7 separate regions of the Mus musculus genome follow, and all the other regions are linked to region 4. A link is a contact called in public Hi-C, HiCAR-type, HiChIP or PLAC-seq and promoter capture Hi-C data. All regions are on one chromosome and are shown on one strand. The core of a region is the stretch at or near the end of the contact, and the rest is flanking DNA. Distances in the headings are between cores, read along the strand shown.

Region 1 (3,974 bases), core at 353-2,852, 910 kb before region 4:
CGCCAGAGCAGGTTGGAAATGGATTAAGGAGAGAAAGCACACTGAGGGAGGTGGGTGCAGGAGCAGAGAGAGATGGCAGCTATGTGAATGTCTGTGTGGTTAAAGACCAAGGGTTGTGGCTTTGAAGGTGAATAGGAGCACCCCACAACACATCCTCATCACCATCCTTAACTGTCTTTTCACTACAGCCACCATCAAGCTTCACCTTCTGTCGATCGACCATGTGTCTTAGGACCAGCAGGTGGGTGTTCCTGCCAGCATCTCCTCAGAAGACAGGAGCACAGAAGGCTTGTCTTTAGTGAGAGAGTGAAGAGGGGACATGGAGGAACAATTCCCATACAGTCCTGTGAGAGAGTCCAGCTCTGCCATTCTTGGTCAGGTCTTGACTTTTGTTTTACTACTGTCTGGAAACCTCCTCACTCAGCATCTTTGAGGAAGAATGACCTCAGGAAGTTTTGTGCATGCTCATGCTGCATGGGCATCCTGCATAAATGTAAACTGTCATTCTAACTGCCATTGTCATGCCATCATTTTATCCCCTGTCTGTCTCTCTCTCCTTTCTTTATCCTTTTGCCAGTCAAAAGCCTCTATCATTTGACTATAGTCTTCAAATATCAGTGTCCCATAAGACTGGCCAGCCACATTGGGGTTTTCAGAGCACCACACTGGGTGTCTCAAGAGACAGAGAACTGTGCCTTTTCTTCTTTATAACAAAGTGTGTGTGTGTGTGTGTGTGTGTGTGTGCGTGTGTGTGGTCTTTCTCTTCTCTTCTCTTCTCTTCTCTTCTCTTCTCTTCTCTTCTCTTCTCTTCTCTTCTCTTCTCTTACTTCTCTTCTCCTTCTCATTCCTTTCCTCCCTTCCCCCCATCCTTACCCCAGCATCCTAGGATAACCAACACACAATGTCTAATATTCTGATAGACTACCAACTACTTTCTGATAGTCCATGGTAACTCCCATTAGCTGTGTAGAAGCTGTGTAGATATACAACCTGAACCTCAAACACGGGGCATGTTTAAGGTTGTCTAATTCGTTTTACTCCAGGTCTGCCTGACACTGAAGCTCTGTGCCCCTGCTTCCTGCTCACCCTATGTCTGTTGGGATCCTATGGTCTTCTCCTTTTGTTGCCTCTGCTTTTCACTTTGGCATTTCTAAAGGAATTTTCCCCTTTCTCCTGGTGTCCCCAAGATGTCCTTGAGGCCAAGAAGGTCAGACCTTCAGGTCAGGTCCCTTCAATAGGCTGGCTCTGGGGAAGTTCAAATAGAGTCTGTGTGGGCCTGAGACAGGGAGGGACATCCCCATTGGCCTAGAGTAGGGATGCAGGAAAACTGTTGAGCCAGATTGCTAGCCTGCCCTTGGTGAGCATGCGCTCCTTCTGCCAAGGGGTGATCTGGAGCACCGAGGCAGTGATTAATAAAGCCCTCAAGCCCACGGCGCAGACATTTTTATTAGCAGTTGCATGTACAGATGTAGCAATTTTTAGAACAGGAAGCAGCGACACATACCCTGGGGCTGCTTCAGCTCCTGCAGGCTCCATTCTGTATCCCAAGCTCTGAGCTGAAGGAGGGGATCCTGCCTCATCTTTCCCATGCTGGGCTGCAGTCGCACAGGGAACAGCATATGGCTTTCATTACTGGCTTGCTCACAGACTCACCTGCAGAGCTGTGTAGCGTCCACACAACCCCTGTGTTTTGCCTCTGGTACATGTGCAGAGACATGTCTGGCATGCACCCAGATGATGCTGAGGCTGTTCTGGGGAGTGGGGGGGGGCACACACAGAATCATTGCTATAGGACCATGATCCTGGCCACTGTAGGAATCACCTGCAAATCCTTTAAAGACTAATAAAGCCTGAGTCTCACCATAGAGCAGCTGCAGTGGGGAATCGGACACGGTGCCTCCCAGAGCCCCCAGATGATTCTGCTGTACCAGTTAATACAGACTTTAACTCAAGATTCATCCACTCTTCAAATACCCTGCCGACTTCACAAAATTAAGAATGACCATCTTTGACCATAATGGCGGGGGGATATAACTAAAAAAACTACCTACACAACAGATAGCTCCCTCCTTCTTCACTTGTTTGATGGGTTGAATTGGCCAAGAAAACGTTACTGAGCACACACTGTGCACCAAGAGTTGGACTGAGCAGCAGATCGGGAAGAGCAATACAGACCACAGACATCCATGGACATAAGCTGGGGGCTAGTCTGTCGAAGAGAAAAGATTCAAAGTCGTTGAATATTTAATACATACATGCAGGTTATACCTAGTGTGAGTTTGTCTATGTTCCCATCCAGGTACTGACCAGACCCAATCCTGCTTGGCTTCTGTGCTGTGTTCAGGATGCACTGGGTGTGCTAAGGAGGGAATGGACACGGACAAGTGCACCCATTTTCAGGAAACCGCTCTGCTGCTTGTGTCGGCTCCTAGGTTTCTTCTGGTTCTGGCTGGACTGAAGAAGCCGTTCTAGTCGCCCTAGAGCTGACATCCCTAGGAAGCCGATCAAGTAAATATTCATCCTTCACTATGGGAGAAGCCCATCTGGCCTCCTCTATAGATGTCAGCCTTGCGTGAGACAATGTCTTGGACACACTAACACCATGCACTTGGCTGCTGGAGAATTACCATATGTGGAAAGCCAACCAGGCCAGGCTAATGTTGGTTATTTATTTATTTATTTTAGCTTTCCCATGAGAATTAACATTTTTAAGTGTATGCATCTCTGTGTATTCAACATACTGTTTGTGTTTATCAACAGAAGGCTCAAGTCATGAGGTACAGTGCATGGTCAGCTTTGAAGAAGTTTTCACCCGGCTCAAGTCAGAGATGGGATACATATTTCATTTGGGGACTGCGAGTCCTGGGGACTTGGGTACTCATTTTCTCTAATATTGTGATGGCAGAGAGGAAGAGAGTTCTGTGAATTCAACTGTAGAAGAATCACGGCTGTCCCCTCAGTGTACCAAGCGAGCCTAAGCCAGGGTTGGTGAAGCACAGTTTTTATAGAGCATCTGAGACGTCGGCATGTGGCTGAGGGCATGACACTCGGCCAGTGAATTCACCTCACCTCAGCCGCCATTTCTCCCTGCCTCCACACAAGGCTTCACATGGCCAGTGCTTCCAGAGAACGCAGCCATGTTGGTTACAATCTCTCTTTTTTAGGGAGGTGCTTCTTCAGTCAGTAAAGTGCTTGCCATGCAAGACCCGCGTTCTAGTCCCCAGAATCCATGTAAAATCAACACAGCTGGGCACCGCAGCGTATGCCTGTGATCCAGGTGCTGCAGAGGAAGCGACAGGAGGATTCCTGGGACATTCAGACCAGCCAGTCTAAGGGAATCAGTGCTCCAGGTTCAGCAAGAGATGCTGACTTGAAAAATAAGGTGAATGACCAATGGAACAGATACTTGGTGTCTATCAGTGGCCTCCATGTGCATGGACACACAGAATTTTATCTATGAGAGGAAACCTCAACAAATGGAAAAACACAAACCCAGAGTCAGACGAGGTACTGTGAGCTTTGGGGAGCTGAGAAGGATGGGTAGTATTAAGGTTGATAAGCCTGGCTCCCATTCTGCCTCCCTAACAGGGGAGAGGCTGAGCTGCCTGTCACTTGGCATATGGTTCCTGTAGATCAGTCCCTTGAGACAGACAAGTGGGTTTTCAGAGTTTTCATAGGTACAGTTTCTTCTACCCACATAGCATGATGAATATAGACTAATGACAAGTGACATGTGATTGTGAGGCAGCTTTTTATGTCACTCTCCTCCGTTGGGTCCTTTGTCTATGATGGAAGAAGGCAAGAGCCAGGCTTCATCGCTAGGACTTTGATGAGCCTCTAAGTCCCCTTGTCTGTCCTGGAAGAGTGGGCTTCCTGGTAACTGGGTAAGGCTCTCTGGAGGTTTCCCTTTAGTCACTCAACAAAGCAAGAAGAATCCTTTGCTAGAGAGAAAAGCTGATGTCACCTCTTCTTTA
Region 2 (4,060 bases), core at 489-2,988, 770 kb before region 4:
CAGCCAGGGCACATAGTAAGACCCTGTCTCATAAAAAAAATAAAGCAGATATTTATGCAGTAGGTCCTGTAAATAAAGCAAGGGACCATGAGGTTGTCTTATTGTCCTCTAGCTGGTAACATTTAACAGTGGACTGATAACTGTTCATCAACACTGTTAGTATAAATTAGCCATTTTAGTGCAGAGGGATAGGGTATGCAGCTGGTACACAGTATTGCTACTGACTAGGAGAATAAGCCGGCTAATCAACTGGGATACCACATGACATGAGCCTAGAATTTGTAAGAGAGAAGATGAGCAATGGAAATGACTTGGAGATGTCAAGTCAGGAACAAGATACAGGTGGGCGGGGTACATACTTTGACCTACAGGATGGAGGTCCATGAACAGACTTAAAGGAACTAAAGGACTAGTCAAGGAGGCTGATGAATGCACGGCTGGAATACATTCTTTAGGAAAGAGCATGAGAGATAGAGTTCCCTTGAGTAGAGAGAAATAGTGTGAAACTGTGTGATAGGCTGTAAGGTGAGATATTTTAGATCATTTGATCAGGGAACATTTATCTACATAAGGATAATAAGGCATTAACAGCACAGGGCACATTTGCATGGGGAAGACTTGTACTCCATAGCAATGCTGGTCCCTCTATTGCTTTCTCTGGACTTCTTGCCCTGACGATAAACCAAAGGTCTTGTCAGGCTGGCAGAGGCCAGTCATGTCATGATTGGCCTCCAATATATTTAGGTAGTTATTAATTTTGAACAAAACCCAAGAACAGGTGTGGAGTGGCATCTACCTGTTATCCAAGTACCCACGAAGTACACGTAGAGGTTGCTAGTTTGAGGCAGGCCTGTATGCTGTAGCAAGAGCCCGTTTCATGAACAAGGGCAAAACAAAACAGCAGTTCAAGCTTGACAGTGAAATACAGGGACCTGACTAACATAGCCTTGCCTCCTCCAACTCATAATGTCTACTAGAGCACCTATGGGGTTCTGCCCAACAACATGCCCCCCCTCTGTTCCTACCATTTTTCAGAGTATTGGATTATTTTTTGTACCCAATTGTGTGTGCATGTGTGACTTGGTAAACCCCTATCTTTCCATGTAACTGGCCCTCTGTTACGCTGCTAAGAAGTTTCCCTTAATCATCACGACTTCTTCTGGACTTGAGTACTTTCAGTCAAGAAGCCTGCCTCTCATGTTCAGAGTGCCAGGGACCATGAAACTGAAGAAATTATGCTTTTATACCTAACCCAGAAGTGTCATCTCTCTTCAAAGGTATCCTTCTAAGTGTCATCCCTTATCCAAGGTCATTCCAGGGGACCCCACAACTCTGGCTTCTGTCAGAACTCCTGTCCAATTGGGAAGGGACTATAGGTAAACTTGAAGCTTTCCAGATAAACTGGCAAGTATGGAGAATCTATGGAAAACTTACTTTCAAGAAGGAAAATGACCATTCCTGGACAACTATAGTTGAATAATTGAGAAGACAGCCATTGACCTGTCTTTGCTTAAGCTTACAGGACCTGGGAACTTGGCTTCTGTGACTATGTCAGCAGAGGGAGACAGCCAAAAGAGACTGGATGCATCCAATGAAATCCCAATTAGGCTCTGGCCTCCGTTCCAGAACTTCCCCTTAAAAGGTTTGGTAAATGGAGACCCAACAGCCCAGCCACCTGTCTCCATAAAAATACAGCCATATGCCAACTATCCATTTACTTTCACTTTCATACCATTTGTGCCACACACCTGCTCAGGGCCAGGTTTCCCAGAGGTGCTGTGCCTTTTTCTCCCTGAGTCCACGGGATACACCAAGAGTCCGTGAATCTCTTTGGACACCACACCGCCTGCTGGAAGACTTGAAATCTGACTTCATGTCTGCTCTTTGTAGATAAAAAGGGAATGTGTGTCATGGAGATTACACAGAGCAAGAAGCAGAGAGAGTTTTCAACAACAGAAAGGCTCTTTTCTTGTGCAGCCACCTCCTGCAAATGGAAACATTCTCTCTTGGCAGGAAGACAGGAGCTCGGGAGATTCCGGACGTTTTCGAATCTTAGAAGATTCACAAGGGGTTTTCCCAGAGTTGCATGCGTAATACGTGATGCCTGAGAGAGAAGAGAACCTTTCATGAAGGGGCCTGCAAACCTGCAAGCTACGGGAAACTCAAGTGGACACAGCTTTCATGAGTCGTCATCCGCCCTGTGGTGGGCATTTTGATGATCCAGCTGCCTTTGCGTGACCCCTTGTAGGCAACCACAGTAAGCTTAGTCGCTCAGTAGGTCTTATTTGGCTGGCACTGCTTCTTTGATCTGGCATCAGAGTTTACATGGGGGATCACCAGAGGCTTCTTCACGTCTTCCACAGAAAAATCATACAACACAGGCAAGGATTCAGAGTCAGATGCATGTGCCTATAAACACCAGAACTTTGTGCTTATAACAGTCCTTTTATCAGCCAAACCTGACCTATAGTCTGGATCCTTTATATAGATGTCTCCTTCTTCCACCTCCAGGATCACTACCACCTTGCATCCTAGCAACCACTCAGAAATGCTGATGAACTTTGTCCATTTGTAGAACAAGAAGGATACAAAAACCACAGAGAAAAATCCTCCAACTCATATGGTTAGCAAATGCCGCAGCTGACATTCAATTAGATGCCAAAGCCTGGCCTCTAAAATAAGAGGGGATTCTTGCACGTTTAGAAGACCTGAATTCCCTTCCTTTTCTACGCCTCTCCAATTTTGTGACCTTACATGAGCTCCTTCATTCATGTAAAGCTTAAGGCTAACTAACATTCGGTAGGCAGATGTCTGCAAATGCCCCGTTCACAGTCCAACACTGGAACAGTAAGCGTATATCACTGATAGTGTGCTGGGGATTTGGGGATGGGGGAGGTATGGAAGGTACACTCAGGTGGATGGAGGGAAACAGGTAGAGAGAACTGTGATAAAAAGATGGGCATGGTTTCATGGGGCACAACAAACAGGGCTGTCGGACATCCTTGAAGATTTAGTGAATTCATCCAGGAGGATGGGCTCAGGGTGATGCGCTTCCCACCGATGGATCCCTATACGGCTTCCCTGCTGACATTACACGTTTCCTTTTCTGCAGCTCTGATTTCTCATTCTTCCAGACATTGCTGTGACTCTGTGGGGGGAGGCAGGAGGGACTTCTCCCTTTCCTAAGAAGCCGGCAGCAACAGGGATTTGTTTTCCCCACTCATCATGACTGTGCATGTGAGCAAGACTGGTTACTTGTTGCCCACCGTGCACGGCTGCACAGCCAGATGTTGCTGAATCTCAGGTCTCCCAGCTGGCTCAGAGCAGGCTGCAATCACAGAGGCAGGAGTGGAACCTCCTGGGCTTGTGCTTCTGGAAAGTCACCTCATTCACCAGCCCACTGAAGATGTCCGTTGGGGCATCCATCTAACTTGCCATTGGTCCCTGAGTTGGAGGAAAGTTCTACAGATTGGAAGGCTGCCTCCAAAGGACATTCTCTATGGACTTTTTCTGCCTCTGGTTGCTAATGCATGGTGCTCTGAATGAATGATTTCCCTGCTTCATCAACGTTTAATATTTAGGAAAAGGAATATCTTATTTGTCTTGCTAAATGCAAATTGGGAACCCATCCTTGGTCTGATCACATGGAAATTTCCTGGCTGAGGGTGGGAAGAGAGAGAGAGAGAGAGAGAGGGAGAGAGAGAGAGAGAGAGAGAGAGAGAGAGAGAGAGAGAGAGAGAGAGAGAGAGAGAGATTTTCTCACTAGACTCCTTTCCTTTGAAGATGATACGCTGATATTGCCCCAAAGACTTCCTTGGGAATTAGGCAGAATGCTGTCATCATCCACCCTGATGTCATCAAAATGGAGTCTTTTAAGTTTGGAACCAGAAGATCAGGGTCCAGTCCAGAGTTTAATCGATGACTAGCTTTGGTACATGGTCTTGTGTACAATGCCTCAGGTTCCATGTTTGCCAATAAAGCTCATCATGCCTACAGCACTGGGCATAGACATCACCTCAAGGAAGGCCACATTGTATTTATCATCTCAGAAGAGTTTAAA
Region 3 (3,704 bases), core at 209-2,708, 960 kb before region 4:
GGCTGAGCGTGGTTTTAACCATTTCCCCTTTCCAGAACTCATGGAAAGGCGAGTAAATATGTATGGGGTTACAACTCTTGGCTTTAGAACTGAACCTTCTCTTCTTGCAATAGTATCATCAGACACTCACCTTGTTGCGGGGGAAATTAAAGATGAAATCAGAACTTTCAAATATCCTGCGGGGTATATTGATGTGAACGTGGAACATCCATATCAGATGCCTTTGGTCTAGGGAAGGGAAAGTTATCATATTTCACTTTCTTGAGGAGAAATAACGTTTAGAGCCAATGGAGGTTTGTCTTGTGCATTTCCAGTGTCTCACGTGTAATTGAGATAATTCCTCTCTTTTACATTTTCTTCCTGCTGCTTGGAGGAAATAGCTCTTTATTAGTTTCAAAAGCAGATTTCCTTGGTCTTCGAGGGGAAGAAACTCCCTGCCATTCCTTGGCTGTAAAAAGTATGACAGAAAATCCAGGAAAGGGCAAGGTCAGAGCTGCAGTTAACACATTCCCTGGAAGCGGTTGGGCCGTAGCTCTGGGGTTTCTCCTATTTCCTGCTGCTAGGCTGTAAGAGTGTCTGTAATTACAGGTGTGTTCTCTAAAGCCATCTCTCTGTGTAAATAACAGCAGCCTCCATTTCAAACTCTGCCCTCTTGTCTCTGTCCGAGCACTTTGTACATGTGGATATACAGAACACACCACCACTGATGTGAGAGAATCATGTGTACCCTTTCCTCCTTGGACTGACCTATCCTTTGTGTGATGGTCATTTTTAGAGTCAGATGAGGTTTTTTTTCTGTGGGCAAGGAGTTTAAACTTTCTGGATCAGTGCACACAATTGTGTTGATGGAAAAAACACTCTAGACCTCCTTTTGATGATGATGATGATGATGGATGTGTTTTCATGCCATGTGCTTATATGCACACATAAGTAGAGACCAAAGGAGAATGTCAAGTGTCTGACTCTATCACACTCTACCTTATTCTTCTGAGGCAGATCTGTCACTGACGCTGGAGCTTACGCTGGTTTCCACAATTGCTGTGAAGCTAAGAGTACCTGCTTCCATGCAGGTCTTGGATGCTAAGATAACCACTGGGAAAATGAATGTGCTGAGAGGTTTGTTTGTTTGTTTGTTTGTTTTTGATACAGGGGCTGGAAGATGGGAGGTGGGAGGACAAGGTCTGCCAACATTTATTTCCTTGCAAGCATTGCTGGCCAGACTCTCAAGAGCATCGCCCTCTTTGTGGAAGTAGTCTCTTGGCAGCAGCTGGTGGTCTCTCCGGATGGATGCTCTGTGTGAGTCTTATCCAGCGGAGGAGAAGCAGCAGCCCTGTGTGTCTCTGAAGCTCAACACCTCAGTCCTGAGTTGGGCCCGGCTGGGAGGGAGGGGAGCAGGGAGCGATGTGTGGCACGCAGTCCCCTGTTTTCTTACAGCAATTGCATGAAGACTACAAATATTTGAGCTGATTGTACTCGCTTACACGCAGCAATGAATCATCTTGTGATGAGAGGCCTGAAATATGCTGGGATGAAATTAACGTCAATTGAAACAGAAAATGGATTCTAGCTCCCTCCACAATGAGCCTCAGAAGATGGGCTCAGAGTGCAGGGAGCTGGCTGCTGCTATTCTTAGTGGCAAAAAAGCCCATGCCTTTGGTATTGCTTTTTCTATTTTTATTTTCTTAAAAAGCTTCTTTTCTCCTCCTCCTCTGGGGGGTACCTTTTAATCAGAGACTTTGTCTGGTTCAGGCTCCATTTTGACTTCTTGGATCTCTGGGGATAAAAAAAAATGTTTAAGAAAGAGAAAACTCATACAGACCTTTAGAATCTAAAGGAAAAGAAAAATTAGGACCTTTATCCTAAAAAGTTCCCATTTCTCCGGAACACTAGATGAATTGTTGCTAGCTGCTGAGGTCCTGTGATTTTGTGGGAGGGTGATGGGAAGATTCTGAAATACTAACCTATGTTCCCTCTGCAGATACCCACTCCACTTGTAGACATCTGTTTGCGTTGTGGATTTTTATTTTCATAAACATGGGCCCTATAGGAAACAGAAGGAGCTCACGCCTAGGGTAGACTGAGAGAATCCGTGCTGGGTGTCAGTGAGGTTTCCCTGGGCTGAAGTGAGCAGACCCCAAGGGAACACAGTGAGCTGGTGGTGGGTATCTTAGAAAAATCCTGGGGCTCTGAGTAGCTTGGAACCCTGGAATCCTCCGGCAGGACCTCCCCAGCAGGATCTCTGCTTGGTGACTCACCTTGGTTATCATCATGACCCACCCGAGAAGAGTTGCTTCCATTAGATGGATCTGTAGTCCATGTTTTTGGTATCCAATTGATGTGAAAAGTCCAGCTAACTGTGAGTGGCACAGTCCTAGAGTGGGCCTAGGCTGTATTAAAAAAAGAGCTGAGCAAGCTTGAGAGAACAAGCCTGATTTCTCCCATGATTCCTTCCTAACTTCTGACCTTGACTTTCCTCAATGATAGACCTATAAAGTTGAGGTAGACTTTTTCTTCCTCAGCATGCTTTGGGTCACATGTTGGTTTTATTGTAGCAAAGGAAAGCAATGACACTCTAATAGCTACTTGCTTTGTTGGTTAGTCTAGAGTTCTGGGCTCTGGTCCGTGGCTCATGAGACCACTGCTCATGGCCATGACAGTCTAAAGATCATTGTGGACGTGCTCTGGCCACCTGCCCCACTGCAGCACCTTGGATAGTATGAGTATGACCGGTACCAATCTAGGAATGTGAGTTTTGAAGTTCAGGAAGCCACAGGGGAGTCAGTACTTAACTGCATTGGTCTTTGCTCTCTCCTGGAAGTGAAATGGGAATTGTGCAGGGTCATTACCAGGGGACCACACTAATCTCAGTTCTGTTCTGTTCCTGCCCTGAGCATTGGCATCTTGTCTCAACATTGCTCAGTCTTCATTCTGACTTCACTAAAACGACCGAGATTCACTTGGGACTGAATTCATGTAGGCAGAGAGGTCCAAAGACACAAGCTTTTGGAGGCTACAAGTTTGTGGGTTTTTTTTGTTTGTTTGTTTGTTTGTTTGTTTGTTTGTTTTTTGATATGTTCTGAAAATCTTGATATCCTTTAAAAGCAGGGCAGATGTGAGTAGATGCCATATGACCAGCTTGTTATGCCATTTAGGGAACCAGGCATCTGCGTTTGAACCTATATCTAATGCTCAACACACGCAAATGACTACTTTTGACCTCTTTGTGATACGTTCCTCTTGCTAGTGAGCTGATGAAGTTCATGACTGTAGCCTCCCTTGGGGATTGTGATGAATGCATGGGTCAACTCTTGCTAAGAGCTTAACAAAGTACCAGGTACATGGAAACGATCTGGAAGGGCTAGCTAGTTCTGACCACAGGTCTTATTAAGCTCAACTTCCCTTCATCCCACCTTTCCCTCGGTTTGTCTTGTGAATCCACTTAGACTTTCTGGGAGGTAGAGTTTGGAAACTTCTATGTCTTCCTCAAGGAAGAATGGTTTCTATAAGATATACTTGGGCTTAGTAATGGACTTTGATATCCCTGTAGGGCTGAGCCATCTTTGTAGAAGAGGAGTTGGTCCCCTGGCTTTTTCTTTTGCCTTCTTAACCTTTGGCTTCCATATCTTCTCTGCCTTTACCCTCTACTTCCACAGAACTCGATTTCTCTGTGTCTCTCCAGGTCTGTAAGAGTGCTACAAGACAGA
Region 4 (4,042 bases), core at 105-2,604:
GCTTTGGGTCCTGGCGCTCTCTTCCATTGGTGGCCTCTTTTCTTTTTTTAACTTCTGATTCCTGTTAAACTCCCCCTTTAGGTCTTCCTGCTTCTGCTGCATAGTCCAGCTTTTGTCCCTTGTCATTTTATTGTTCTTTTCCTGAGGTCGCCACTCCCAAGCCACCGCGACTTTCCTCAAAAAATCCCTTTTTATCCTTCGCCCATTGGAAACTCTACTTCTGCTCTTTCTAACATCTTCCAGACTGGAAACTTGTCCTAATCCAAGGTCCCCACTGAAGCATGGATCCTTAGTTCCCAGTCACGGTGCGGGTCCCCACGCTGCTCTAGGTAGGAAGAGCGCCCCGCCCCGCCCAGTCCCTGGCGCTTTTTTTTTTTTTTTTTGAAGATCCAGTTCTTCTGCCCAGACACTGTAAAGTGGACAGGAATCAGGTTGGGGTATCCTTTGCTGGGTTCTCGTGAGAAAGATATAAACAGGGGGCTGAGTCAGGGTGCGGGTATTCTTCACGTAGGCCCATCCTCTGGTCGAATGGCATTCTCTTTGGGGCCTTGAGGGGCTCTGTGGTGTCCATTCTGGGAGGCAACAAGTGAAACTGCCGGATGGGGGTGTTGCTTGTAATTGGCTGGAACAGAAGCTAGAGACTCTGTCCTGGTGGGGCTGACCCTAAAGAAGGCTTTGCATGTAGGGTAGAACAACATTGAGGAAAAACTCTATTCTTCTCAAGTCCGAATGCCCCTGTCTAGTGTCTTCACCGATTTCCCCGCAAGCGGATTTCTCAAAGGATAGATACCGGGATGCTGAAGGTTCGTGGGAGAGGGCACTGGGCAGGAGTGGTCAACGTGGAGATATTTTCAGAGTGCTAACTGATAAAGCCTAGAATGCGCTCCCTAATTCCGGATTGCCTCCCCTACTTGGGCAATGCCTTCCATCCAATCCATCCTCCGGCGGGCCGGTTGAGGCCCTAGCTTGTCCAGCTGGAGCGGATTTCAGGAAAAGAGGAAAATGGGGGCTCTCAAGCCCTCTCCAGCTTCCCTCCGTCGTCCTTCCTGATTGGCTGTGTATCCCCGGAGCCCAACTTCAGTCGCTCCAGACTGTGTCTGAGCCCCCACAGGAGACGGAGCGCTGCGACCCAGGGCAGGAGGGGCGGCCAGGCCACCTATTCCTGGGTTTGGCATCTCTCGGGGCCCCAGGGGGGGAGGAGCGCCGACAGGGTAGGCATCCATCGCCTCCTCCAGGCCCAATTCTCGGCGTCTAGCAGCCTCGGTTCCTCTCCGCCCCCCTTTCCCTCCCAGCGTCGGCCTCCCTCCTCCTCCCCCCTCACCCGCCCGCCTGCCCGCCACCTCCCCCCGGTTTCTCATTCCTGCCACTAGCGCGCTCCGCGGCTCATTCCGCGGCCGCCGCCAGCTGAGGGGAGCGTCGCGGGCCGAGGAGCAGATGCCGCGGGGGCCGCTCGCAGCCGCCGCCGACTTGTGAATGGGACTCGGACCGGGGCCCGGGCTGACACCGCTGCGCTCGCCCCGTGCCAGGGACAGCCGGCCAGGAGGTCGTGTCCACCCGCAACGGCCCCAGGTGAGGCGCTCTGCTCGGCTCTAGACCCTATCTAGATGGGGCTTCTCGGAGTAGGCAGAAAGGGGAAAGAATTGCTTCTGAAAGAGACTGTTGCGGAAGGGGGAGGTTGCTGGCTGATGGAGATCAGTAAAGCAAAGCAGAAGGGCTTTTTTTTGGGGGGGGGGTGAGGTTAAAAATCAGAGAAAAGGGAGGCAGCCTGCTGTGGACGCAGGCAGAGCAGGGGTTTGAGGCGCCAGATGTGCGCTCCCCGGTTCTTTGATTGTTGCCCCCCCCCCGGGGTGAGGGGCTGTTGCACCAAGGCTTCAGCACAGGGGGATTGCTTTGGGTTGGGGCAAGGAACTGCAGAGCGGAGCTCTGGACACGCAGACTGCTCCCGTGATGTCTCTAGGGAAAGTCGACCCCTGTGCGGTGCCCGCCCGCGCTGCGCCTGTTCCCCAGACAAGATCGCTCTCTGCGGGGTTCCTAGAGGGGATCCTCCCGCGCCTTCCTAAAGAGCTCCCCTAGACCCGGTGCCTGTGTAGAGAGTGCGGTCGAAGCCCAGAAGATAGCCGGCGGCCGGGAGGGAGCGGCGATTGGATTGGCCGCACTTTGATAGTGTGGGTCGGGGGCTGTGGACTGCGGCTCAGAGGCTGGGGGTTGCGGTGTGAGCTAGCCCCTCCAGCCCCCGCCTTTTCGGGGACTTCAGTCACCTATCCTAACCTCCCAGTGATGCAGGGAATGCTCTGTGAGCGGCTCAGACTCAGACTAGACTCGGGCTTGGACTGGAGGAAGCTTTCTAGGGTCAATGTTAACTTTGAGAATCAAACCTTCCCGGAAAGCCTGCGCCTCCTCTCGGAGCGCTCCAAGCCTCCACTGTTTCCTCACAATCGGCCTCCCTCCCTGTGCTTGGCCTCCCAGCCGGGATGTGCTGAGAGCAAGGAGCAGCGGGAAGCTGGAGGCTGCGGGAGCATCCAATTCCCCTCGCAACCCAGCCTAGCCTTGGCAGGGTCTTTTCGCTCCTGGTCCCCGGAGAAAGTGGGACCCAGGAGGCTTCCTATTCTCTCTCTTGCCAAGGCCCGGATTTCACCCGGGCTCCGCACTCCTGCCTTCAGCGGGTGAAAGGTTCGCTAGATGTTCGAAGAAGCCCTGTTGCTTTTTGTTAATAATGCAGCAGGAATTTCACGGGCTATCGCACTGCTATGAAGAAATTGCATCTTCTAATTATTTAACGGTGCCGTTTCTGCATGACGGAGGGTCGTCCCTGAGGGCTGGGAGTGGGTTTGTTAATGAAAGCCTGGCACTGCAGGAGGGTAGAGATTTGTCTAAAAGTCTCCCCTTCATTTTTTTTTTTTCTTCAAGAAATCTTTAACGATGGCTCCCGAATCCTTTCCTATTTTCTCCTGATCGGTCTTATCTGTGGACTAGGAAGCAGTAAGTTTTGGGTTTAATCACAGAAAGCAGTGATAATTAATCTGGCGAGAGGATAGATCAATTTCCTTATCTCTAGGGCTCGTAGCAGACGTCCAGGGGTTTGCGGGGTGTCTGGAATTTCTGGGGACCGGTCTACAGATGTGTTCTCAGGACCGAGGATCCCTCTCATCAGCATATTAACGAGGCTGAACTGAGTGCGAGCGCCTTTAAGGGTAGCAGAGAAAAAAGAGAAGGGACTGGCCTTCATTTCAATAATGTTGGAATTGTTTTCTCTCATAAGCAAGGAGACAGAGCCCCAGAACCTAGAAAGGGATGCTCAACCCCAGCTGCAGGCAGCTTGGTCTTCTATCAGAACAAAGGAATAAAAGTTACAAAACAAAGGGACATAGCTGTGGCCAGTACTAGAGGGACCCTGAAGCCACAGGCACATTAAGTTCCTTAAACAATCTCTGACTCTTAAGTTTTAGGGTTGGCCAGTTAGGCCCTCGTATTCGAACCCTCTGTGCAAAACATCTATCCTGCCTAGTACAAAGGAATGTGATCAGCACTCAGAAGAGACCAGACAGAGGCATCTAAAGGCCAGGAAACTTTGCTGGGTGGAACTGGGGTTTGCATCTTGCCTTCTGAGACAAGGCATTGCACCCCAACAAACATATTGAAGTCCTTGGAGTCTATACTTGTATCTTTAGTAGCAAGCAATGGTTACTGACACTCTTATAATTATTAGTTCTATATGTCCTGATTGGGATGTCATATGGAGAGAGAGAGAGAGAGAGAGAGAGAGAGAGAGAGAGAGAATGAGAGAGAATCTTCATCTCTGGAGTGTGTGTGTGTGTGTGTGTGTGTGTGTAAACAATTAGGATAATGGAAATGAGATGATCTAGTCTTGGAAATTTGTTTAACGTGGATTTATTGCATACTAGGAAAAAAACAAAAGCAAAAAGAAAAAAGAAAGAAAAGGAAAGAAAGAAAGAAAGCCTTTAAAAATAGTTTTTGTGGAAACACTGGGCCATCTTGATAACACTCCAGAATTTACATTATGTTCGGAACGCTTATCAGTGCA
Region 5 (3,986 bases), core at 505-3,004, 840 kb before region 4:
CATCCTAATTAACCATCTCTTTCCCAAGTGCTCTGTTCTCTGGGTGAAAAGTCTTTTGGGAATCTGGGGGTGAGCCAGGAGGAATCTGGCCAGGATGCTGGGTGATAGAACATACAATTGTTCGTGGCTTACAGTGGAAGTGGATAATTCTTCATTAGTCAGCACCATCCCTTCTAAATGGACGGTGATCTGGAAATGCCACTAGCCATCTCTGTTGGACTGCCAATGCCTTTACATAGCATGGTGGTCCGTGTTTCCTTATGGCATTTTTGTCTGTCTTGTGTCAGCTTAAGAGCTTTCTTTACTTTCCTGTCCTCACCATTGTCAAGCTCCTGCTGCCCTTCACAGTTCGTGTCCTGCTCTCTGCCAAAAAGCACAGTTGTTTACTCTTGGCCTTGTGATTCAGATTTAAACAGCAGGGATTTATCATAGAAATATCAAGTCATAATTACTCATTTTTTCCTCTTTGCAAATAAATAAACTGAAGCACCAAGCAGTAACGTGTTTGAGGTCAAAATGGATAACGAGAGGCAGGACTTGGATGCTACAAAGCCTAGTAGATGAGGGAAGAAGAGACTGGACTGAAATTTTATGTTACCTATGTCCTCTTTATTTATTCTTGGCTCTCCCCTTTGATTTGGGGTGAAATGGGAACACAGGAAGAGCAAGCATGTATGGGACTCAATCTTAACATACACTGCAAGTGAATCCTTGAGGGAGGAAGGATGGGTGAACTCTAAGACAAGGAGTAAAGAACTCTTCTGTCAGAATGGATGGTTTCCTGGGAAAACTAAGGGTAGCAGTGCTTGTTCTTTCAGTGCATTCTCTACAAGCAGCCCCTAGGTGCCCATCCTACCAGAGGATCCTGGGAATGAAACCTCTGAAGTAGATTACTAAGAGAGCCCAGAGGCTTCTGGATTTAGCTGAGCTTGGGTTGTGTTGTTTCTGCAGTCCCCCCCACCTTTGATATTGCTCTGTATTTTAGGCTTTGGGAGCCTTACCTTCTCAAATAAGGAGCAAGAGGCCAGTTGGCAGGTTGCAGAGAAGGTACTGATGGGGATAGCCCTATAGAAGATATCGAGTTAGAGGATCCTATGAGGCTGTAGGCATATATTGTTAGGTCTCACAGAGAGCTGCTCGTAAGCCTGTGAGTGACAGGTTGTAGTTTCTAGAAGATACTTAAACAGAGAGGAGATAAATAAATATTAATGGGAGTGAATTAATTAGTTAAGCAAAGGAGATGGTAAAGTACAGAGGGCAGACAAGAGAATGAATGTAAGCCTCGTGTATGGTGGTAACAGTTACCATGAACTTGGGTACTTAAACACTCTGCTTCTCTTATATTTGTGAACGTTCCCATCAGTCATGCAGGTAAATGTTTTTACATGTGGTTCACAGGCAGAGAAAAGCAAAGCCAGGGAGCTCTAGAGGCTTTCCCAAGGTCACCTAGTCAGGACACCAGAGAAGACCAGGACCCAGTGCCTCCCAAGCCTGAAGCCTGTGCTCTCTTCAGTAGCAGCTGTTCCTTCCTCTCCATCATGACTCAGGAGAAAAGTCAATTTTCCATGGTTGCGGTTGTTTGCTGAAAGGAGCAATTCCCTTTCCTCTATCTCTAATTTTCCCCCAACTAATTGCAAATTAGTGGTAATTTTCAAATGAAAAGAGGGATCCAGCAAGCTATCCATTTGTGCTTACCCAGCAAGACCCTGGACTTGTGACAGCTCTGTCACCATGGCAACCCTGCCTACAGGCCTTTCTGGGATCCTTGGCAGAGCTGCCTGGGCTCTGAAGGTGGGGCCGCTGGCCCTCCAGGTTAGCCTTGTCTGTTGCTTGAATGCTCCTGCAAGGGCAGAGAGTCTCAGTAGTTAAAAAAAAGCTCTGTGCTTCCTATTTACTGTTCCTTTTGATGTCTCCTGTTTGGAAGGAAGTTAAGAATTAAAACAAGAAGAAGAGGAAGAGAAAAGTAGAAAAATAATCACAACAAAAGAAACTTAGTAGAATGAAAACCTTAAAACATGCCATCTCTTTCCTCAATTCATTGCTGAGTTGTTGGGTTAAATTCCTTACCCCACGCCCTGGGGATGCAGAGGCCATAGGTCGTGCTCACAAAGGAGGAGTGACAGGAGGTTGTCCGATCTTTCTAACCCAGATCAGAAGGGAATCCCAGACCTAAAAGGAAAGATCTGTACAAAGCACTGCTCTATTAACTTGAGGTTGGGTGTATGTAAGTACCCTATCCATAGCAAATATTTGTTGAGTACCTACTGTGTACTCTGTGGCTAAAAGAATGAAGGATCTATGCCCTTGCTGGGACATTCAAGCAACAGACAAGGCTAACCTGGAGGGCTAGCAGCCACACCTTCAGAGCCCAGGCAGCTTTGTCAAGGATCCCAGAAAGGCCTTGATGTTATTAAGCAGCTGTTGACTAGTGACAAGGATGGATGGATGGATGGATGGATGGATGGATGGATGGATGGATGCCTAGTGCTGCCTGTTTTGTGAGGTAGGAATAGGGTCGGCATGATCAGTTACACTTATAAATGTAGGGACAGCTCAGTCTTGGGAAGATGTAGAAGTTGGGAAGATGGAAGAAGCTTGATTCTTCTTCTCAGCCCCATGCTCCCCAAAATAAAACTAAAACTCAAAGTTTATCTATAATACCTTATATATATCTATAAAATATATCTATAATACCTTAGCCATACAATTAGTTATGATCTGACTAGATCATAACTAAAATATACCAATTATTTTCCCCTACCTTTTGACACATGGGTGGTTACCTATGCTCAGGTACCATGCTCACATCTCCTGGGAGGATTATCCAAAGACTGGCTCTATCCCAGAACCCTTCCTGCCTCCTGGGTGTTCCACCTCCCATTTCCCGCTTAAGCCATAGGCCATTGGCTTTTCAATTGACAGGTGATGCATCCATACAATACACAAGATATTCTCTCTACAGGAAGAATTAGCAAACTGCTCAAAAAAGAAGAAATAAACCCCAGGCAAAGAGTATAATATGTATAAAAGTATGAAGGTCAAATGGGATATAATATATTTTAGTAATTCCAAGATTGGCTACTCTTACCATTCAGAGTTAACAAAATATGTTCAACTCTAGCAAAAATGAATTGAGTACTCAGGATATGGCTTGGGGAAGATGGCTTAGTGTGGGGACCACAGGAAGCCAGAGTTAAGTAATGCTCTGAGTGGGTGTGTATAGTTTGACATGGGAACAGTTATGTCAAGGAATACAGAGCCTTAGGCTCAGAGACATGGCGGAACCTTGCTCTGGAGACAGGGTTTGAGTGTCAACAGTGTGTGCAGAAAATGTCTACCATTGCTTTCTCCTCCTGAGTATTTATGGCCTGAAGACTGTTCCTTGACAGAGACTGCTCCTCCTAAAATTAGTTAAACCTGTCCCCTTAATCCAGGTGTGTACAACAAACCCTGTCTCCTTGGATATGTGTATATAACAATCCTACCTCATGTTCAATGGAATAAACACACCGAGCTTCCAGGTGTTCTGCCTTTGCTGGCAGACAGTACATTTTGTGGAAGTGTTGTCTGAAAAGTGCTTGCAACACAAGCATAAGAAGCCGAGTTCGATCCCCAAGAACCAGTGTAACAAACCCCGGGCATGCCTATAATTCCAACACTGAGGCAGCAGAGACCGTAGATTCCTGGGAAGCCCTGTCCAGTCAGTCTATAGAAATCAGCGAGCGACCTGTAGGTCCCGTTAGAGATCCTGTCTTCAAAACAAAGGTGAGAACTGTATAGGTTTAGTTTTTGTCAATTTGATGCAAGGTAGGGTTATCTGGGAAGAGGGAAATTCAATTGAGAAAATCCTTCCATCAGTCAATGGGAGTATTTTCTTGATTAATGATTCATGTAGAAGGACCCAGGCCACTGGGTGGTGCCACCACTAGTTAGTTGGTCCTAGGTTGTATTAAAAAGAAAACTGGTTGATCCATGAAAAACCAGCC
Region 6 (3,610 bases), core at 834-3,333, 710 kb before region 4:
AGGAAGGGTAGGGCTAGGATCTCACAGGTGGAATAGAGAGGTTGTCTTCAGAAGCTCAGTGTTCAGTCTCCTGTCCCTGCAGCCTTTGCATACTTGGTGTGTTACCTGGAGTGTCATAGCAGAGCTAAGTATCTGAGGATTTCAACAGATTTGAGTCTATGAGGATGAAGATATTCACAGCCCAAGTGGAATATGAAGGCTGTGGAGGTTTAAAGCCCCAGGGAGGGCTGAGGTCACATACTAGCTTTTCTAAATGATTTCCTGGTTCTGGGTACCTTCTCTTTCTCCCTTTGTCTCTCTTCTCTCTCATCCCAGGTCCACCTTATTCATTTTTGATTTACCTCTTGTGATTCTGTTTGTCTTTCAGTTTCTCCTTCTCTAACCCTGTCTATGTTTCTTTCCCTTCCTATCTTCTACTCTCCCACATTCCTGCTTCCTCTTGTCCATTGCTGTGACTGCTCTCTGTCTGATTTGTTCCGTCCTTTGTTTGGAGCAGCTGGCTCCACTCAGCTCTCCCTGCCAGGCCCATAACCATCCCTAGCTTAGGACAGCTGTGCTGTGATCTCTAAGCCCCATGGTAGCTGCTGCCTGACATCTCAGATATGGACATCAGAAGAGAGCTTTCAGATCTGTGGTTGGCCATTAACCAAGCCCCACCCCCTACACACCACACACCACACACCACACACACAGCCCTGCATGAGGTCCACTGAGCCCAGAAACATTGATGTTGCTATCATTCCCAAAGTGGCACATTGGAAAGTCATGGAAACTGAGGGGCAAGAAGCTTAGATCTGTGGGCTGAACTCCCTTGATTTCCAGGCCTTTTCTCTCCAGGGACCAACTTCCTTCTGCTGCCACCTCCCATGGTGCATGTGAGAGCCACAGTGGCCATCATCCATAATAGGGTTCTTAGTGGATGCCATTCTTGTGTACCCCAATACCAATTTCTTCCAGGGACACCCCTTTGTCACTCTATCCATTCTTGCTCGCTGCATTCAGAGAGCACTTGGTAAGCACTTGCTGTGCACTTGAGATAGTGTTATTGCTATCTAAAGACCAAGACTGTGGAAATAGGCTTTCAGTACTGTGCTCTGTTCCCTTGGTAAGATCATACAGGCAAGGGTCATTGACGATACCAAGGGATGTGTAGGCTATGACATGGGTATCATGATCAGGGCCAGGTGCCCACCCAGAGCCAAGTCTGAGAAGATTTCCTTTCAAGCAATGAAGTCAAAGGAGGCATTTGATATCCCGTTAAAGAAGTGGATGTATCCAAGGGTTAATGGGGAAGGTCAAGAATGTTACTCCCTTCCCTTTCCTCCTGAGAGAATACAACTTTATCCTTCGGAACCCAGCCTAGTCTTAAGCCTCCCTTTTCTACCCTTCCAGGAAGAGCTTTCATCTGTCAGAAGCTTGGTTCCCTTCCTTGGACAGAGGCTGTCTCATCTTTGACATCCCATAGCCTCAAACTTGAATTACTATCAACTATCAGTAGGGGTTATTTATTTATTTATTGGAGTGCCTGGAATCCAACCACGTGCCAGTCAGAGTTTCTACCACTGGGTGCTAAGAAACTCACAGTGGGAATTGTTAAGCTCTGATAGGTAGGTAGATGAATAAGAATAAATATATGAAAAATACACCAGGGATTATCTGAGCTCTAAGGCTCCGAAGCTTTCTTTACCCACCCAAGTTCCCTTAAGAAAACTATGTCCACACAATGTTCTGGGAACATGTTCCGTCATTCTCTCAGACTGGAAGGAGCTCCTTTTTCTCTGAAAAAAAAAAAAAAATCAAACCAACCCTCAAAAGTTGGGTGTGTTTTGTCTATGTTTCCTGCAAGCTAAGGCCCACATTTTGAGACATAATCAATTCCAATTGATTGGCAAAATCTGACTCGTATTCTCTGGGCCAACTTTGGATGGTAAAGTTCATTAAAAGCAGGCCTCTGGCAAGCCCGACACCCCTCAATGCTGCAGTAATCAGGGCTTCTTCATGCCAAGTAGCAGGATCTGCCCTAAAGAGTCCCTGGCACAGTTTTGTAGGGACTTACCCATCTGCAGCAGCACTTTTTGTAAATGAGTAATTTGACCATGATGGAAACCCATGAGGAGCTTTCCAAGCTTGGCTGGAACTGGATAGAGGGAACCGGCCGACGGAACAGATAGCTCTTGCCTGTGGGATGTGGAGACCTTCTTGCTTCTCCTTCCTGTGCAAATGTTGCTCTCTTGAGCAGAGTTATTTCTCTTGGCATTACTCTGAGGAATGCACTTTGGCCTCTGGCAGGCAAAGGGACTCCTTGGGAACGAACCTTAAGATCCCTTAAAGGGGAGATATACATATCTTTTGCACGGTTGTTTGCTTTCAGAGGCTCCAAGGAGCCAGGAAGGTATAAATTTTCTGAATCTGCATGGAGCAGCAACTTCTGGAAGTCATCAGCTCTGGAAGCAACTGACACGGGGCTCCTGCCTGTGCTTGCCAATCCCAAAGCAAGAGGCTAATTTTAACCACTATTTATGGGGTGCCCATCATGTGGCAAACACTGTACAGTATCATCAATGCATGGGGGCACTGTCACCTGCTTCCCAGCAACAACCAGAGCTGGCAAACACTGAAACCATGCTTTAAAAGCAAAACACACTTAATGAAGTGTCTTGAAAGTCCTAAATGGAAAATGTCAAAGTTTATACTTTTAAGAGACAAGGTTAGGGGCTTGGGAGGAATTTTCACAGCACTGACTCATAAATTTAAAGGGTGATATTAAAATAGTACTTTAAGAAATTATAGAAAATAAAGGTAAGAAAGAAAAACTAGTACCAATTCGATATGATTAAGATTTACATTTTTATCCATAAAGCTATGTTACATGACAAGCATGGATTTGTCCTAGAGTAGGTAGTACTTTCTGCCCTACTAGCATTTCTGAAGCCATGTTCCGTATAAGCCTGGTCCTGGAATGTCTGTTAGATGGAATGAGGGGATCCAAGTTTAGCAGAGGCTCAGCTATGGCATATGGTGAGCCTTCCAGAACTGATGGTTTACAGTCAGCTTATACAGGATGTTTATGTGCTTACTAAAGACTCTGAGAACTTGAGCTATCTTACAGAAACATGTGAACCATCTATATCTCCTTCCCTTTTAAATGACCTTGGGAAATCCATCCCACTAAGGTTATTAGGGGAAATAAATACTTCTTGTTTTCACTCGGTTTTCTCTAATTCATGCGACTCTCAGGACCCAGATGGGCAGGTTCAGTCCTGTAGTGGGAGGCAAGGGAGGAGGGACGATTAGAATTATATAGGAATTGTGTTTTAAGATTGAACGCCTCCATACACATATACACACACACACACACTTTTTAAAACAAATAAACAGGATTGAAAATGAAAGTACTTAGATGTGTAACAGCAAAAGTAAATGCAGGATCATAATTTGACAAAAGACCTCCAGGAACAGGATGTGGGTCATTTACCAGATATGGTTTTGATGTGGTTTTATTGTTATTGTTGGTGGTTGGTTGGTGTTTTGTTTTGTTTTGTTTATTATTTTTTGTTTTGTTTTTTGTTTTTTCAGTTGCCTGACTCAGGAGTGGCTCTGGTATAAGGCA
Region 7 (4,233 bases), core at 818-3,317, 980 kb after region 4:
GCAACTGTGTTCTTCTCCCTCATCTTGTAATAGACAGGAGCTAACATCAATATCATTGGAATTCTAGCATAGGCATTTTTGTATGACTCTGATTTTTAATGACTCATATTTCATGCTATTGCCTCATCTTTAAAAAGAGAATTTTTTGAATGCTCTTAAAGTACATTTAAGCCTTCCTGTACTCTGGTTCTGCTTCTGCAGATTCAACTGATAGCCACATTTACTTCTACATAACCTGTCATTGTTTAATGTTACAGCATTATATACAAAGGGGATATAGAAAAAGTTGACCATTTTACTAGACATGTACATTCTTGGATTTTGGTATCTGTATGGATCCTTGGGACCAGTAGCCTCTGGATGCCAAGAGAGAGTTACATATTTCCCTTGTTCTACAATACATTTCTAAAGAGACATGAAGGTAAAGGTCTTAGTTTCACTATTGCTGTGATGAAACACCATAACCAAAGCAACGCGAAGAGGAAGGTTTATTTTACCTTACACTTCCAGGTAACAGGCCATTGTCAGGGCAGAAACTCAAGCAAGGCAGAAGCTTAGAGGCAGGAGCCAATGCAAAGGGCATGGAGGGGTTCTGCTTGTTAGATTGCTCCCCATGGCTTGCTCAGTTTGTCTTCTTATAGAACCAAGGATATCCAGACCAGGAATGATTCTACCCATAATGGGATGGGCCCTACCATATCTCTCTCCTTCTCTCCCTCTCCCTTTCCCTTCCTGTTCCTCTTCCTGTTCCTCTTTCTCTTCCTCTTCTTCTCTCTCCCTCTTCCTTCCTCTCTCTCTCTCTCTCTCTCTCTCTCTCTCTCTCTCTCTTCTCTCCTCTCTCTCTCTCTCTCTCTTCTCTCCTCTCTCTCTCTCTCTCTCTCTCTCTCTCTCTCTCTCTCTCTCTCTCTCTCACACACACACACACACACACACACACACACAAACACACACACACACAAATGCTTAACAGACTTGCCTGGAGGCCAATCTCCTGGAGGCCTTTTCATAATTTGGGTTCCCTCCTCTGTGATGATTCTAGCCCGCATCTAACTGACATAAAATTAGTCAGCACAGTCGATAATATTTTGAGTTTTATTTCACTTTTTGGCACCCAAACTAGAGGCCTTTGAATTGGAGTTTGCCAGCCAGCCAGTTTGGAATTTGCTTAGATTTTCTGGGAGTTGGCTGTTATAAATGGACACTCTTCTCCAGGACAGTCCTCTTTTGTTTATTATAGATCTGCTAGACAGAAGAGAGATAGCATATCCCCAAAATTCAGGCCTTTACCCCAGCTAAAAGATAGCATATCTAACAATAGTCTATGCACACTTGCCTACTGTTAGGCTTCTTGCCAGCCAGCCAGCTTATGGGCAATTCCTATAGCAGTTCTTTCCTTTCCAACTGTTTTCTCCATGTTCTTGCCTGAAAGCAGAGGTTGTAAATGAATCCTGATTGTGGATAAGAAGGAACAGGTCTAATGCTTGTCTCAAGGATACATATGCTGTGATCAAGAAAAGATAGCTGGATGATTAATGCATCGTTTCCGAACCAGGGAGAGATATGCCAGTTAAGAGATCAAAGAACTGATTATATTTCTGAGTGGTGGTCTTCTGTGACTTGCAGAGCAAATGCATGTTGGTAATTCCTCAATCTACTTCCAGTTGTTGGAAAATCCTTTCAAGAGTAATAACTTTATGCTCATTACTGTTTTTCTTCCCATTTGCACATCCCCTTCAGATTTATCCTTGCTTCTAAAATAAGCATCCATGATATTTATAAACAGGCTAAATTTTACATAGGAGTATTTCAGCGATTTTTTTTTCTAACCAGAACTGTTCTTTTTTTAATGGCTGTCCCTGTAAGCCTGCCATGAATTGTGTCCTATATTTAGTGACTGCTTACCCCCACCCAATTTAAAGTGCTTTGGTAGTAATGTTTCACTAGAATCTCTAGTTTTCTGAAACTACCTCCATCACAGGCTGCCGAGGGTTCCTTATGAGATAAGCTGTGTTGGTATCTGCTCTGCTTTCACAATCCTCACACAGCTCTCTGACTGCCTGGGAAAAGAGTTTGGAAATTTTTTTGGGTTTCTAATTATTTCATTGGGAAATTTGGAGAGGCTGAGCTAGCACATCTTGGCTACTCAGATGGCATTTGAAAGTGGAAATTATTCCAGTTGAAGTTTCTGAGTAGAGAAGTGAATGATTGGAGCTATCCTTAAAGATAATAAAAACTTGGCTGTAATGTTTGAAAGTGTTAGAAGGAACTAAGTTTCAGAGAAAGCAGTTTTTTACAATCACTATAAAACTTGAAGTCAGAGGTAATGAAGATGTAAAATAGTGTAGTATTTATAAAAATATGTTTTTATTTTCTAATTCTTAATTCAAAGCACGCAAGGAAACATATCTCCAGGAAATACCTTCCCCCTAAATGAGAAACAAGCTTGTAAGCAATTTAATGATATGAAGTTAGCTTTATTTTTGGGAGACCAAGAATATAATATCATATATCTTATGTCATATATATTGTGATTATTCAAATCTAGTATCTAAGTTATAAGTTAAATTTCACAGCTCTTTTATCTTATTGCCAGAACTGATTGCTTATGATTTCCAGGTTATACATGACTATTTCACTTTTATCTATCTATTGATGTAAAACAAATCTCTCTATTGTCTTAATTTTATTAAAATGAGAACGTAGTGTTACTATTATGCGGTGATAGCTTGTCTGTCCATCAGAAATGAATTATGAACATTGTTATCTCTGGGACCCATGAACATTATTTCCGCTCTTCAGAATGGTGACTGCAGCCCACATATGTTTTCAAGCTGATATGTCTCAGTGAGATAACTCAGTAGGAGCGGCAGGTTTTGTACCATGTTAGCATTGAAGCTTCCCATCATTTGCCATGGCTGAAACAACGCGACATGAAATAAAACACTATAACATGTCAGCTGGAAAATTTAAACATTGTTTTTTCCCAAGGAAGAACAGAATCTTTATATTTTAAAGCACCCGATTTCATCGGCAGGGGTGTGACATGGGGGTGTTATGCTATAGTCCTGATTCTTCTAGAATGCTCAGCTAGAGGAAAAACTCCTTTCCTGGTTTAGAATTGCTCATTTCCCTGTTTAGGGGACAATTCTCAACATGCTACTTTGTGGCTACTAAAATGCAGAAAGCTCAAGAAAGCACTCAGATGAATATAGAACGATAAACTGTTGTTTATGTGTGACATTACTTTCTATGGCTAGATTTCCAAAGCAAGCTATTGAATTCACAACGATACCCTCAGTTACAAATGTCTGTCTTGCTATGTGAGCCAAAGAAGAGGAGAGTTACGATTACAGTACAGGATTTTAACAGCAGATCAGGGGGTAGACCCATGGCTCCGCAGTTCAGAGCAACTGGTGCTTGTTGCTTCTCATCAACAGAATGAAGTTCAGTTTCTAACAGCTGTCTAGTAGCTCACCGCTGCCTGTAACTCCAGTCTCAAGAGGTTCTGACTGTCTCTTCTGGCCTCCATGGCCACCAGATCACCTCTCTCTCTCTCTCTCTCTTCTCTCTCTCTCTCTCTCTCTCTCTCTCTCTCTCTCTCTCTCTCACACACACACACACACAAACACACACACATACACTTAACAAAGTTAAAATAATTTTTAAAATTTAAAGTGTATAAGAACCAGTTACAGAGAAACAGGAAGGTAATGGTGCATGGGTATATTTCCTTGTACCATGGGTGTGTGCTAAATCATAATTTGCATGACATGTAATGAAAATTGTAGAAGAAACTATAGTCTTTATCTATGCCCTCATATTATCCTTTCTGACCCATCACTTAAATGTCTAGTTAAATATATATTTATCTTTATTTATTTTTAGTGCATGAATATTTTGTATATTACAGCATTAGGTTGTTTAGCCAGGTGTGTGCCTAGGCCCCGTGGAGGCAGTAGAGGGCATCTGATCTTCTGAAGAGGAGTTCCAGGTGGCTATGGATCACTGAGTGCCTGCTGAGAATCAAACCCAGATCCTCTGTAGGAATGGCTAGTTCTCCTAACTTGTGAACAATCTTGCCAGCCCCCAAATATCTAATATTTTTAACTCTTTTACTCATCAATCATCTTACCTATTAGGCATTCTCCTAAGTTTAATTAGAAAATATGAACTTCGGTTTCATGAAAGTATTTGAAAACTCTACTTGCTTTTGTCTCTGAAAGAGACTATTAG

Evidence for each region. Promoter capture Hi-C pulls out the DNA fragments that hold promoters and counts their contacts. A called contact is a pair of places that touch in the nucleus more often than the background predicts. HiCAR-type assays count read pairs that join an accessible place to other places. HiChIP or PLAC-seq counts read pairs in DNA pulled down with a chosen protein or histone mark.
Region 1: an H3K4me3 HiChIP or PLAC-seq map of embryonic limb bud shows a contact between it and region 4, with 6 times the contacts expected there. The contact joins the enhancer-like site here to the promoter of Cdh11 in region 4. A contact is called at or near these places in 4 of 39 promoter capture datasets (the 3T3-L1 cell line, hippocampal neurons, liver and 1 more) and 6 of 115 datasets of contacts at active chromatin or transcription factors (embryonic forebrain, embryonic limb bud, embryonic stem cells and 3 more).
Region 2: a promoter capture Hi-C map of hippocampal neurons shows a contact between it and region 4, with 7 times the contacts expected there. The contact joins the enhancer-like site here to the promoter of Cdh11 in region 4. A contact is called at or near these places in 8 of 39 promoter capture datasets (the 3T3-L1 cell line, 3T3-L1-derived adipocytes, hippocampal neurons and 3 more), 2 of 484 Hi-C or Micro-C datasets (both in uterus), 8 of 115 datasets of contacts at active chromatin or transcription factors (the NIH/3T3 cell line, craniofacial prominence, embryonic forebrain and 5 more) and 1 of 9 other capture datasets (embryonic stem cells).
Region 3: a Hi-C map of embryonic fibroblasts shows a contact between it and region 4, with 4 times the contacts expected there. The contact joins the enhancer-like site here to the promoter of Cdh11 in region 4. A contact is called at or near these places in 8 of 39 promoter capture datasets (the 3T3-L1 cell line, embryonic stem cells, hippocampal neurons and 3 more), 6 of 484 Hi-C or Micro-C datasets (cerebral cortex, cortical neurons, embryonic fibroblasts and 3 more) and 10 of 115 datasets of contacts at active chromatin or transcription factors (the NIH/3T3 cell line, SST interneurons, craniofacial prominence and 7 more).
Region 5: a contact with region 4 is called in an H3K4me3 HiChIP or PLAC-seq map of craniofacial prominence, with 6 times the contacts expected there. The contact joins the enhancer-like site here to the promoter of Cdh11 in region 4. A contact is called at or near these places in 1 of 39 promoter capture datasets (hippocampal neurons), 1 of 484 Hi-C or Micro-C datasets (muscle stem cells) and 8 of 115 datasets of contacts at active chromatin or transcription factors (SST interneurons, craniofacial prominence, embryonic forebrain and 5 more).
Region 6: a contact with region 4 is called in a HiCAR-type map of fibro-adipogenic progenitors, with 7 times the contacts expected there. The contact joins the enhancer-like site here to the promoter of Cdh11 in region 4. A contact is called at or near these places in 4 of 39 promoter capture datasets (the 3T3-L1 cell line, frontonasal cranial neural crest, hippocampal neurons and 1 more), 8 of 484 Hi-C or Micro-C datasets (3T3-L1-derived adipocytes, cranial neural crest, nephron progenitors and 1 more), 12 of 115 datasets of contacts at active chromatin or transcription factors (SST interneurons, VIP interneurons, craniofacial prominence and 9 more) and 2 of 9 other capture datasets (adipose tissue and embryonic stem cells).
Region 7: a promoter capture Hi-C map of hippocampal neurons shows a contact between it and region 4, with 3 times the contacts expected there. The contact joins the enhancer-like site here to the promoter of Cdh11 in region 4. A contact is called at or near these places in 3 of 39 promoter capture datasets (embryonic stem cells, hippocampal neurons and liver), 1 of 484 Hi-C or Micro-C datasets (cerebral cortex) and 2 of 115 datasets of contacts at active chromatin or transcription factors (embryonic stem cells and neural progenitor cells).

The regions. Positions count from the first base shown.
Region 1 is chr8:103,692,124-103,696,097 of GRCm38.p6, reverse strand. No RefSeq gene overlaps it. Among named protein-coding and RNA genes, the nearest start is that of Gm39235, 29 kb to the left of the region's middle. Within about 2 kb of position 1,602, at least 10 of the 459 cell types and tissues checked have an H3K27ac peak or open chromatin away from gene starts, as enhancers often do. A contact at or near this core is called in embryonic limb bud and second pharyngeal arch cranial neural crest, where this site is marked.
Region 2 is chr8:103,549,904-103,553,963 of GRCm38.p6, reverse strand. No RefSeq gene overlaps it. Among named protein-coding and RNA genes, the nearest start is that of Gm32642, 20 kb to the left of the region's middle. Within about 2 kb of position 1,738, at least 7 of the 459 cell types and tissues checked have an H3K27ac peak or open chromatin away from gene starts, as enhancers often do. A contact at or near this core is called in hippocampal neurons, where this site is marked.
Region 3 is chr8:103,739,350-103,743,053 of GRCm38.p6, reverse strand. No RefSeq gene overlaps it. Among named protein-coding and RNA genes, the nearest start is that of Gm39235, 18 kb to the right of the region's middle. Within about 2 kb of position 1,458, at least 20 of the 459 cell types and tissues checked have an H3K27ac peak or open chromatin away from gene starts, as enhancers often do. A contact at or near this core is called in the NIH/3T3 cell line, SST interneurons, cerebral cortex and 3 more, where this site is marked.
Region 4 is chr8:102,782,423-102,786,464 of GRCm38.p6, reverse strand. It overlaps Cdh11 (cadherin 11), which reads left to right and starts at 1,354. Exons shown (of 13, transcript NM_009866.5): 1 at 1,354-1,569.
Region 5 is chr8:103,621,744-103,625,729 of GRCm38.p6, reverse strand. All of the region lies in intron 1 of 4933400L20Rik (RIKEN cDNA 4933400L20 gene), which reads right to left. Among named protein-coding and RNA genes, the nearest start is that of 4933400L20Rik, 20 kb to the right of the region's middle. Within about 2 kb of position 1,754, at least 34 of the 459 cell types and tissues checked have an H3K27ac peak or open chromatin away from gene starts, as enhancers often do. A contact at or near this core is called in craniofacial prominence and muscle stem cells, where this site is marked.
Region 6 is chr8:103,491,849-103,495,458 of GRCm38.p6, reverse strand. No RefSeq gene overlaps it. Among named protein-coding and RNA genes, the nearest start is that of Gm32642, 78 kb to the left of the region's middle. Within about 2 kb of position 2,083, at least 31 of the 459 cell types and tissues checked have an H3K27ac peak or open chromatin away from gene starts, as enhancers often do. A contact at or near this core is called in 3T3-L1-derived adipocytes, VIP interneurons, adipose tissue and 1 more, where this site is marked.
Region 7 is chr8:101,800,880-101,805,112 of GRCm38.p6, reverse strand. No RefSeq gene overlaps it. Among named protein-coding and RNA genes, the nearest start is that of Gm46070, 20 kb to the right of the region's middle. Within about 2 kb of position 2,067, at least 6 of the 459 cell types and tissues checked have an H3K27ac peak or open chromatin away from gene starts, as enhancers often do. A contact at or near this core is called in hippocampal neurons, where this site is marked.